Regions from separate parts of the Zea mays genome. Here region 1 is linked to region 2. A link is a contact called in public Hi-C data. All regions are on one chromosome and are shown on one strand. Each heading gives the region's core, a stretch centred on a gene start, on an enhancer-like site or on the middle of the called end of the contact. The rest is flanking DNA. Distances are from core to core; before and after follow the strand shown.

What was found. A called contact is a pair of places that touch in the nucleus more often than the background predicts.
Region 1: a Hi-C map of tassel shows a contact between it and region 2, with 3 times the contacts expected there. The contact joins the promoter of LOC103636339 here to the promoter of LOC100281533 in region 2. A contact is called at or near these places in 4 of 25 Hi-C or Micro-C datasets (ear, endosperm, leaf and 1 more) and 1 of 3 datasets of contacts at active chromatin or transcription factors (seedling).

Annotation. Positions count from the first base shown.
Region 1 is chr8:167,057,918-167,064,052 of Zm-B73-REFERENCE-NAM-5.0, forward strand. It overlaps LOC103636339 (GYF domain-containing protein), which reads left to right and starts at 4,709. Exons shown (of 9, transcript XM_008658691.3): 1 at 4,709-5,081; 2 at 5,221-5,289; 3 at 5,551-5,621; 4 at 5,723-6,135. The coding sequence starts at 5,039.
Region 2 is chr8:166,897,816-166,903,869 of Zm-B73-REFERENCE-NAM-5.0, forward strand. It overlaps LOC100281533, which reads right to left and starts at 1,319. Exons shown (of 11, transcript NM_001368025.1): 1 at 967-1,319; 2 at 676-709. The coding sequence starts at 1,281.

The sequences.
Region 1 (6,135 bases), core at 3,459-5,958, 160 kb after region 2:
ATGGACTATGGACTATGGACTATTTGTATATGTGAATGTGTTTTGTGATATGTATATGTCAATGTGTTTTGTGATATGTATATGTGAATGTGTTTTGTGAATTATGTATTTTGATTGTGAATCTGTATATATGTGAATTGTGATATTGTGTATTTTGCTGTGAATTATTAATAGGTGCAGAAAAATCTGTTTTGGGGGGGGAACCATCAATTTTCGTCGGCCTCGGTGGTGGCCGACGAAAATATCCTGGGAACATATTTTCGTCGGCCATCAGCGGGCCGACGAAAATAGCCTGGGCGTATTTTCGTCGGCTTTCCCAAGGCCGACGAAAATAGTCAGTCCGACCAATTATTTTCGTCGGTCTCGGGAAAGCCGACGAAAATAGGTATTTTTCGTCGGTACCGACGAAAATAGGTGCCTGTTTTCGTCGAACTTATTTTCGGCGGCTATTTTCGTCGGTCTGCCGACGAAAATAGTCTATTTTCGTCGGTTTAGGCTTATTTTCGTGGGCTTTTGGCCCACGAAAATTTAGGTGTTTCCTGTAGTGGCACCGGTAAGATCCCCACTCAAGTCCTCACAGACAGACCGGCGCCAGCCTCCGCGCGGAGGCGTCGTGCCGGAGTGAGGACAAGACAATCCAAGGACACGAACGCCACCCGCGCGACGTACGACATCTTGGACGATCCCCCGGTGCGCATGGCGCAACAGTCGCCTGCGCGGTGGACGGACGGCCACGCCCGAACCAAGCGGCAGGAGGCAGCGCCGGAGGCCGCGCCAGAGCCAGCTGAGCCAGCGAGCCAGGCACGCTGCAGCTGACAACGCTTGCGGCCGACCGGTCCCGCGTTGTCGAAGTTCGCCCCCACCGCAAGGCCGGTGAGCGCCCTCTCCCCTGAATGCTGAAGGAAGAGGCGGCTTGTCGGCCCATGCGGGAGGTAGAACCCCGGCTCAGCTCGCCCTCCGCCATAGCGAGGATGATAAACATCCTTGAAGCTGAGGGTGGGGCAGAGGCCGCAGCCCGGCTTGCTTCTCCCCACCACGAGGCCTACGGTCATCATCCTGAGTGACCGCCGGCGGGGGACTGCAACCGGGCTGCGTGATGAAAATCCTTGAAGCCGAGCGATGTCTGGAGAGCGCCAACCCCCGCGGGGTCGCGCTCCTCCAACAACAGCAAGAAGAAGGCAACACGGGTGCTCCCCATCCGGGGGCTCGGAAGGTGGAAGGGCGCAATGCATGAGGGGAGTGTGGAGGCATGTCCATTGCCCGGGGGATCGATCCCTTTTTAAAGGCGGCTCTCCCCACTCGCATTCCAAGCGTCACAGGCAAAGTCTCCACCGACGAGCTCCAGGGTTCCCACCCTCCGACGCGGGGGCTGGGTCCCACATGTCATGCGAGCGGACTGGAAACAGAAGAAGCCAAACCGCTGCACGCGAAGCAGGTAACCGCCCTGCGGTTGTAAGCGTTCCCCCATCCTCGCCGAAACCAGCGGGCGAAAGGGCGGACCGCCATGCAGGAGGCGTGCAACCGCACCATGGTTGTGCACCCTTTCGGCTTCATCGCATCCGGTGGGTCAGCGTGAAGGCCCAGGCCCGCATGTCATGCAACTGGCGCAACGGTTACTGCGTGCAAGGAAACCGCACCGCCACTCGCGCTAATGCCGCGTCTTCTCGACTGCGGAACCAGTGCCGTGACTCGAGGTAGCCCTGCGCGTGACCCAACAGTGCCAATGGAGTGCAACGATCACGGGTCAGCCAGCCGCGGGGAAAGGCGCGACGGTCGACATGGCCAAAAGTGGACCGATAGTAATTGCAGTAGCTGACGGGCGGAAGCAGCGGTCAAATCGCCTGCAGGCTCGCGTCCCCTCCTGAAGCGGCAGGAGAGCCCTCTCCCACGGCATGAAGACGACGCGCCCGTGTTCCGTTCCTCGAACGACTCGCGCACGCGCAACGGCCGCCCCGCGAATCGCCCGTCCCGTCGCATTAACTCCTCGGCAGGGCAAGCAACACCTTTGGCAGGCGAAGCGGGCGTCGTTTCACCTCTGCCATGATGACCGCGTCAGAAAAGATGCGCCACGCTATTTAAATTCATATCCTTTTCCTCTTCCTCTTTCTCTCTCTTGCTACAGGGACCGGGAAAGGGGATATTTCGAAAAGGATCCTTCTCAGCGAAGGAAACGGCCCCCCGAGCCCTCCTACTGATCAGGGGTTCGAAGGCTGGCCCCTTGGAAGGGTTCGACAGCCGCCCCAGAGCGCTCGGGCTCCGAGCCCATTACTGATCAGGGGTTCGAAGGCTGGCCCCTCGAAAGGGTTCGACAGCCGCCCCAGAGCACTCGAGCTCCGCGCCCTTTACTGATCCGGGGTTCGAAGGCTGGCCCCTCGGAAGGGTTCGACAGCCGCCCCAGAGCACGCAGAGTGAGGGATGACTCTGGGTACGCCCGTTATATGGCCGAGGCTCGGGCTACGCTCCCGAGGTACCCTAGGACATTTCTGAGACCAGCAGGAGCGATTTTGTAACGAAATCCCACCGGAGGGAGGCATCGATCCCTCGGACCCTATCAAATGGGTCTGGGTCCGGCAAATCACCTGCAGGTACTTTTAGAGCGCGCCTCTAGGCCACTAGCCGAACCTTATCGAACGGGGCATAGGCGTCCACTCGGATCACCCGTTAGCAACTCACTGGAAACACCATGTTCGGTGCCCTCCAAGGGCAACATGGCGCTTTCCCCCCTTCCTCCTTGCGGAAAGGCGACGAAGGGGCGTATAATGAAAGTCGAGACAGTCCTTGATCGTCCTCTCGCTCCGTGCAGAGGCTTGGGGGCTGCTCTCGCAACCCGGCTACGGCCAAACTGTTGACAGCGTCAACAAACCAGCCTAAAAACTCGGAACCTGACCATGCACCCGGGCTACGGCTAGGCCGCATGAGGGAACAACAAGGCCGACCGAAGCATCACGAAAAGCATTAAGACCTCAGAGGAGTCAAACCACTCCTCCGAGGCCTCGGGGGCTACACCCGGCGGGTGCGGTCGCGCGCACCCACCGGAACAAAGTATAACCGAGAAAGGCCGATCCTCTCGCAAAAAAGTGCGACAAAGCCTCCAAGTGAGTACCAACACTCCCTTCGAGGCTCGGGGGCTACCGTCAGGTACCGTAATTAGGGGTACCCCCAACACTCCTAAACACGGCTGGTAACCACCCTCAGCACAAACTGCAAAGACTGATGGGCACGGTTCAGGTCAAGACCTCGTCTACCAAGGGACGCAATCTCGCCTCGCCCGAGCCTGGCCTTGGGCGGGAACAGTAGTCCCGGACGAATTCACGCCTCGCCCGAGGGCCTCCTCAGGCGGTGGGCGCACCCTCGGCTCGCCCGAAGCCCAGCTCGGGCAGGCTTCGTCGAGAAGCAACCTTGGCCAAATCGCCTTACCAACCGACCGTATCGCAGGCGCATTCAATACGAAGATCGCCTAACACCTTATCCTGACACGCGCGTCTCAGTCGGCAAGGTCGAAGTGACCGCAGTCACTTTGCCCTTTCACTGACCGACCTGACAGGAAAACAGCGTCGCTCGCCCCGCTCCGACTGCTGTGCCAACCACCCGGGCAAGGCTGACAACAGCCAAGTTCAGCTTCGGGCGCAACAGGAAGCTCCGCCTCGCCCGACCTTAGGCCTCGACCTCGGGAGGAGGTCTTCGCCTCGCCCGACCCCAAGACTCGGCCTCAGCCTCGGCCTCAGGAGGAATCACATCCTCGCCCGACCCCGGACTCGGCCTCAGGAGAAGTCTTCGCCTCGCCCGACCTTGGGCTCGGACCGACCGCGCCACAGGGGATACATCATTACCCTACACCTAGCTAGCTCAGGCTACGAGGGAACAAGACCGGCGTCCCATCTGGCTCACCCCGGTAACAGGTAATGATGGTTCCCTGCGTGCGTCCATGACGCCGGTGGTTCTCAGCCCCCTACGGAAGCAAGGAGACGTCAGTAGGATCCCAGCCGCACTGCCAGCTGTGCTTCTACAGGGCTTAGGCACTTCTCCGACGACCACGTTATCGCGTACGCAGGGCTCAAGCATTTCTCCGACAGCCACGTTGGCATGTACACAGGGCTCAGGCACTTCTCTGCCAGACACGTTAGCGCATAACTACACCCCCACTGTACATCTGGACCCTCTCCTTGCATCTATAAAAGGGAGGTCCAGGGTCTTCCTGCGGGAGGGTCGCGCGGGGGACGAGCAAACAAACATGCTCTCTCTCTCGCGACACTTGTAACCCCTACTACGAGCATCCCTCGGTGCGAGATAACACGAGCCGCGTTTCCCTCTTGTGTTCCATCTTGCGCCAACCCATCTGGGCAGGGGCACGCAGCGATAAAATTCACTGGTCGGCTCGGTTGAGGGTCCCCGGGGTCCGAAACGCCGACAACAGCAGTACACTTATTTGTTTATTTGAGGTGAAAAAATAAGGATGACATGTATTGTAATTTCTATTTACATATCCATGGGTAACGAGTTTTTTGCCAACAATAATCTCAAATAAGCTACTCTTGAGAAGATTATGAGATTATTATAATCTAAGCTTTAGATTATATAATCTGAACCCATAATCTAGGTGTTTGTTTACCTGCTGGATTATTTGTGCTGGATTATATAATTTAGAGAGATGATAATCCGAAACAAACATACTATTTTGCTACAAACAAAGAAAAAAAACGATAGAAACAAACAAATCGCGCGATAAGCTACTGTATGATTTATCTTTTGCTTGGCGCTCGTCATCTCGCCCCGCTCCACGCCCCCATCGAAACACAGCCAAAAAGCCACCCCGTGCAAAACACATAGAGCTCCCAGTCCCAACCCGGTCACCCTCCCTCTCCTGCTCCTCGCATCGCCGGTGTCCTCGACGGCTCGCGCCGTCGCGCTCTCGCAAAACCCTAGCTCTGCTTCCCTCCGTCGTCTCGCCCGTTCGATTGAATCGCGCCGCAGAAGCTGTTGCCTCTCATCTCTCTCCCCGCCCTCCTCCGGAAACCCTAGCCCACTCCGCGAGGCCGCGATGGCGGAGAGGAAGCTGGATCGACCCTCGGCGCTCGGCAAAGGTGAGACGCCCGACCTAGGCGCCCTGGCCCGCGGGAGATCCGATCTGCCTCCGACGCCTCCGCCCTATTGGCCTTGGGGTAGATCTGTGATTGATTGGTGGGTGTCCCCGATTTGACGTCTGGTTGTTGCGTCGCACAGGTGGGCTGTCGCTTGGGATCGAGGAGGACAGGGTTGCCGCCGCCATGGGGTTCGTCGACCACTCGAAAGGTGTGGATTTCTTCACCCGAAATCACTTGACTTTTATTCCTTCCTGGTTCATCTTGAACTGCCTGCTTAGCAGTTGATGAATTTCTATAACGGACGCCATTGCCTACGGTTCGGTCGGGTATCCCAGTTCGCGCTGCGTGGGTGCATGTGTTCCTGTGCGGTTGCTCTCCTCGTTCTCTGTCTGCGTGCGTAGGAGCGCGAGCTTGTGCGTCAGTAGTGGATCGGCCATGTTTTGCTGAGCGTTGACCCTGTGCTATGCAGATCAGCACCACCTGGATAACAGCATTCCCCTCTCTCCTCAGTGGCTCTACGCCAAACCTGCTGATGGAAAGGTTTGTGTTCACTGCACTTCCCTCAGTGATTGCTTCATACCATAATGTTGATTGACTGCTGGTAGAATTGATCTTTAACGATGCTGGATGCTCATATGCAGATCTCGCTGCCTCATGGGTCCTCCCTTGAACTTGCTGAAAAGGAAGTGAGGATGTTGGAAGGAACTGTTGACAGGAAAGAACGAAGGAGAAATGCATTTGATGCTGACAGTGGTCTTCGTTGGCTTGAAGAGGAGAGGGAGACAAGCCTGCTTGGGAGAAGGGAGCGCAAGAAGGATGTGGACCGGGATGTGGATAATCGCAAGATTGATCGCCGATCTGACAATGTTTCTGCAAGGGATATCACTGATCCGCGTGCAGCTCCTGCATCTGAAAGGTGGCATGATGGTTCCACCCGTGGCCTGGGGAACGAGGGTCGCCGGGATGGAAAATGGTCATCAAGATGGGGACCCGATGACAAGGAGAAGGACTCTAGGTCAGACAAGAAGGTTGATGCAGAGAAGGATGAAACCCA
Region 2 (6,054 bases), core at 69-2,568:
TCCCGCATAGATAAGTTCAGTGCAAGAATTGACTAATTTGGAACCTGACATGGATGTCATTTTCTCTCATACGTCAACTCAGCACAATTAGTGCCCTTAGGAACCTATCAGGCTGGACAGCAGCACATTATCCGTTACAACCTATGGGACTAAGCTTGTGAAATGTATCTCAAGTTATTGATTCATTCTTTTGCATTGTATCAACACCACATGCACCAGTTTAAATTCCTAAATACACACAAATGATAAGTCCAAACTCCAAACAAGAGCCAGACACCTATAAGAAAGGTATAAAGTCTTAAAAGCCGTGCTCAAATTGGATGCCACTGATTAGAAGGTCTGTTTAGAAGGTGAACATGTAGGACAAGGATGTCACATTTAGGGAGTCCATCGTCAAACTACACAACTCTACATCGGATTACCAGGCAGAACCAGCTTCACTCTACAAAACTCTACGGTGTGAAAGATCATATGATACACATCAAAAGCAGGGTTATCGGGAGAATAACCCTACACAATCCACAAGACGGTTTTTTTACAGAACTATCAGTCGATTACCACACAATGGTCTGCCACTAGCGTAGAGGGATTATCACACAATGAAATGCCAGCGAAGAGGGAGAACATGCTAGTGATACGAAAATAGTGGGGCATAGTTCAGGAGGTCGAGCTTACCATTGGGTATGTCCTTGAGCTTCGTTCCGGAGCCCTGCAGCACAAAAGCGGGGGCAAAAAGATGAGCTCAAAGGACAAAAATTGAACAAACCTCCCAGTCAGAAACACAGACGGCAATACTAGCATGGAAAAGGGCGTGTTCCAAGAGTCAGGACATCCTTGAAAGTAGCGACTTTTAGCAAGCTGCTAGTGCGACAGCAGGCGGGACGGAAGCCGCGTGAAAACAACAGATCAGGGGCAGGCGCGACATGCCCGAGCGGGAGAGAGAGGAGTCGCTAACGGCTGGCTGACCTGGAGAATAGCGGGGGACTTCTTGGCGGGCGTGGCGCGCGGCGCGAGCTCCGAGTACCTCTCGACCGTCTTCCTCTCCCTGGACGGGCGCTCGAGCGCGGGGCCCGCCGACTTCTTGGACGGCGGCGTCTTCTTGTCTGCCGCGGCCGCCGCCTCGCCCTTCTTCCTCCGGCCGGGCCGCTTCTTCTCCGGCTGCTGCTTTTGCGGCGTGGCCTCCTCCCCCGCGGGGGGCGCGGGGTCGGCATCCATGGCGTCGCCGGCGGGCGGATCCGCGGCGGGCGGGGACGCGGGCTTGGCGGCGTCAGCGGAGGCCATGGGCGGGAAGGAGGATCGGGGCACGGAGCTAGGGTTTTAGGCTCGCGCGCGTAGGGGGTGGGGGGAATGTTTGGGAGGCGGAGCGGGCGGACGCGGACGGTACCGTCGGTAGGGGCAGGACTCGGGAGAGGGCATGCGTTGCGACTTGCGAGCGAGCTGGGGCGGGGCGAGCAAGGGCTGATTTTGTAAATTGGAAAATGGTGGGAATTAATGGGAGAAATCTTGTTACTATTTTTCTCAATTTTGAATAGGATTTTGTTACCATGAATTCTCTCTATTTTTTGTCACCAAACCAACTCTAATCCGCTCCAGTTTTATAGCCCCTATCAAATTTCTCCATAAAAACCGATTTGGTGATCATAGATCCTTTTGAAATCTCTAATTACCAAATTAATCATAAAATTTTATTTGGATACTCTAGTATTCACCTAATTCTATGTGTATTGAGATTGATTGGAGTGTGATTTAGTTTTATTTATATCTCTGTATTTCAATACATATGAATTAAAGTGAATACTATAATACCCATAAAAACGGTTTCTAGTGGATTCGGCTCGAACGGGGCAGTAGGATTGGGCAATCAGTGAATTGAATTTGTTCCATTCAGTTTTTCAGTTTTATTTTTTAAAAGTTCGGATTCTAAAACAACAACAATCTAAATGTGGTTTGGAAAATCGAAAATCTGTCCTTCGGTTAACCGTTAAACTCGGTTTGGCTTTCGATTTTACCCAAAAAACAAACTGTATTGTAGCTGCTGCTCTACATGCCACCAGTACTGAACAATTGAAGCAAGCTAGCAACGGCCATTATAAACCAGCGGCAGCCTATCAGATTCATCACAGCACACCAGCAAGCCGCAGCCGGCCAGTCGGCCACTGCACATTAAACAATAGCCAGACATGAGCACAGTAAACAGCAGCAGCAAACAAGCAGGCTAAGCAGCAGCCGGCCACAGTAAACAACACATGAGCACGCACAATACAATAAATAACAAGTCATTTGCAAAAGAAACAACTTCCTCCAGGGCTTCAAAAATAATCAGTGAAGCACACGATACACAGTGTGTCAGATTCATTACACATAACAGCAACACATTGACTAAACTCATAACTGAAGTAAATGCACTTTAAACATGAGAAATACCATCAGTGCATCAGTGAAGATTCATGCCACAAAGGCTCAAAGTGCATCACACACTTTAAACATGATAAATAGCATTTGAACATGGCTTGGTGACGGATCTACTTTTAGCAGCCTTCTCCATAGCCTTTGCATCATTATGTTCTACAATTAATTATGAAGTACAACGTAAAAACAATTAAAAGTGTAAGTTATTTGCAGTTGATAACATAGACAAGTTAAAACCTATTCACAAACTAGTAGACAAGCTTGTCTTCTTCTAGTTTGGCTAGCTATTCCACGTCTTCCTCTATGTTGATGGGAGTTGATCGTCGCAACCAATTTAGTGTACAAATAAGAGCTTGGATCATGAACGAAGTTATAGAGGATCTTAAATCATATAAAATTCGTCCACTTGTACTAAAAATTGATTTGAATGCAACCATTGATATAGGAATTGCCAACACATCACTAACTATATGTGCCAATATAGGAAATCTAGATTCATTCACTTTCCACCATGTAAGAGTATCAAACTTGTTGTTGTCATCTTCATTGTTCTCATTAAGGTATTTGTCAATTTTAGATTTGGTAGTGCCTATTGAACTACCGCCTACCTTCATATTTTTAGCAACTAATGATCTCATCATTCTTCCTCCTCTCTTTTGAGTTTGATCTTCATTGACTTCTGCCATTGAATCGTCATTTAGATAATACATGTTTCTATATTCTTCAAACAAATCATATAAACATTGTCTCGCTGCATTCCAAACTTTTTCTCCCTTTTCCTCACCAAACATTTCCCCGGTTGCTAACTTGGTATAATTAGATAACTTGTATCTTGGATCGTGAGTTGTAGCAACAAAGATGAGCAAGTTTATGTTCTCCTTCACCTTGCCCTTTCCCTCCCCTCGTTTGCATTCTCGTTGTCATGTCAATTGCCCCAATACTTATCATAATTGTCCTTCATTCTCCTAGCCATTGTTTGGCGTAAATAATCATCTCTATCAGCCCACTTTCGTAACAACATATTCACTTCACCAATCTCATGAAAAATATTCATTAGTTGTCACACTTAGTTGAGTGGAAACACGAAGAGTGATACCATAAATGTGATATCCTGGCACCTGGGATGGGATATCTTGGCCCAAGTCTTAATAGAATTAATAGAGTAATCATATCAAAAAGGTGTATCTTCTTTTTCGGAAGACTATCTCGAAAGAATTTTCAAGTTAAGCGTGCTTGGCTTGGAGCAATTTAGGATGGGTGACCGACCGAGAAGTTTTCTCGGGTACGCATGAGTGAGGACAAAGTGTGCACAAAAGACCCGTGTTGGTCTATGGGGACGATATATGATTCTAGAGAGCTGACAGCCTGACAGGAGTAAGTACCATCGGTCCAGAAATTGGACGGGGTGTTACAATAAAAATGACCAAGAAATTCATTCATCTTTTTGCATTTTCCCAATCATCTCCAAGTGGAATTCCATGACATTTGTCTCGGCATAAATCAATAGTGTAGGTTGGATCTTCTTCCTCATAATTTGCAAAAACTTTCTGATAACTGATTGCACTATTTAACATAAATATATTGAATTCCACCTAGTGCAAACATCTAGTTTCAAGAAAGCACTAGTTTGTACATTCTCATCCTCTGCAACTTTCTTAAACTTCACTAACCTAGAAGGTGAATCCTTAATAAACCTAACAGCAGCCCTCACACGTCTAACTGAGTCATCCATTTCTTTTAAGCCATCAGAAACAATTAAGTTAAGTATATGTGCAGCACACCTCACGTGAAGAAACTTGCCCATAGTAATGCTAGTTTTTTTATTATTCATTTGTCTTCGAACATAATAAACACCAGAATAATTAGAGCTAGTTGGCAGGGCACAACACGACGAACCGCGCTGAGCCCCACACGACGAAGGCCAGGGGTCAACATAGCCAGAATGATGACGCTCGGGCCCCACACTACCTGTGTCGTCTGCAGTAAAGAATACGGGACAACTAGACGACTACAAGCACCTGTGGCTCTATCCCATGGTAGAACGCCCAGTTTCACCTTCACCTGGTGGCTCCTTCCTAAGGAAGCCACCGCTGGCTGACCCCCTCCTTGTCGGCCCCCGGACAAGGGAGCGGACTCTTGGATCCCCGAAGCACGACGGACGCTAGGACGGATCCCAAACAAGACGATGCCTAAAAGACCAACGAACAGGAGGAGGACCCGGAGGCCGAAGCCCCGTCGTCAAGCCAAGGCTTAGTTAGGATTCCACTTTGTAATCACCACCACCATGAATAAGAGACTTGGGAGCCTCTCATCCATCGCTTGCCTCCTTGTAACCCCCTACTACGAGCTTTAATCATCAATGGTGCTAGTAGCACAAGCCGTGCGATGACTAGATGTCGGGACGTTCTACCCAAACCAGTATAAATCTTACGCCCACCGCGCCCACCGTCCAAAGTCCAGAACGTGCATAGTAAATTTACTTATCGGTGTGAGGTTCGAAATACCAACACTCATCTTTAATGACCATTTCAGTAAATGCCTTTCTAATTGCTTCAGGATCAAACTTATAGATTGCAACATTTTCACCATGAGATAATTGTAAATTGCTTTTATTTGGATCTCTACTTTTACGAGGACTACATTAGCAAATATTAAAATGAGCACGTGGTGCAGATGTTGTTAGAAAATTAGGCATTAACAATGCAGATGTGAGAGCACCTAGAGGGGGGTGAATAGGTGATCCTGTAAAACTTAAAATTTATTGCCACAAAAACTTGGTTAAGTGTTAGTGCAATAGGATCAAGTAGATGGAGAGGAGTACTTGTGAAACACAGAAACCACAGAGAGAAACAACATAGTAGACACAGTGGTTTATTCCGTGGTTCGGCCAAGTACAAAAATTGCCTACTCCACGTTGTGGCGTCCTAATGGACGAGGGTTGCACTCAACCCCTCTCAAGTGATCCAATGATCAACTTGAATACCACGGTGTTCCTTTTTCTTATCACTTTTCCCGTTTGCGAGGAATCTCCACAAGTTGGAGTCTCTCGCCCTTACAACAAATATCAAAGTGAAAGCACTAGAGTAAGGGAGGGAAGAAACACACACAAATCCCAGCAATACGCACACAGACAAGCCAAGACTTGAGCTCAAATGAAACACAACAAGTTCACCACTAGAACGAAGCTCAAATCACTAAGAATGTCAATCGAGTGTGCGAGGATGGAGTGCGGGAGTCTTAGAATGTTCATGCTTGATATTTTCCTCTATGCGCCTAGGGGTCCTTTTTATAGCCCCAAGGCAGCTAGGAGCCGTTGAGAGAATCCAGAAAGGCAATTCTTGCCTTCTGTCGGGTGGTGCACCGGACAGTCCGGTGTGCCGCCGGACAGGCACTGTTCAGTGTCCGGTGCAGATTGCTTTCCTAAATTGGTGCAGCCGACCGTTGAAGATTTAGAGCCGTTGGCGCACCGGACACTGTCCGGTGCGCACCCGACAGTCCGGTGCCCCATTCAGACCGTTGGCTCGGCCACGCGTCACGCGCGGATTGCGTGGTCGACCGTTGGCTCACCGGACAGTCCGGTGCACCACCGGACAGTCCGGTGAATTTTAGTCGTACGCCGCCGACGAATTCCGAGAGCGGTCAGTT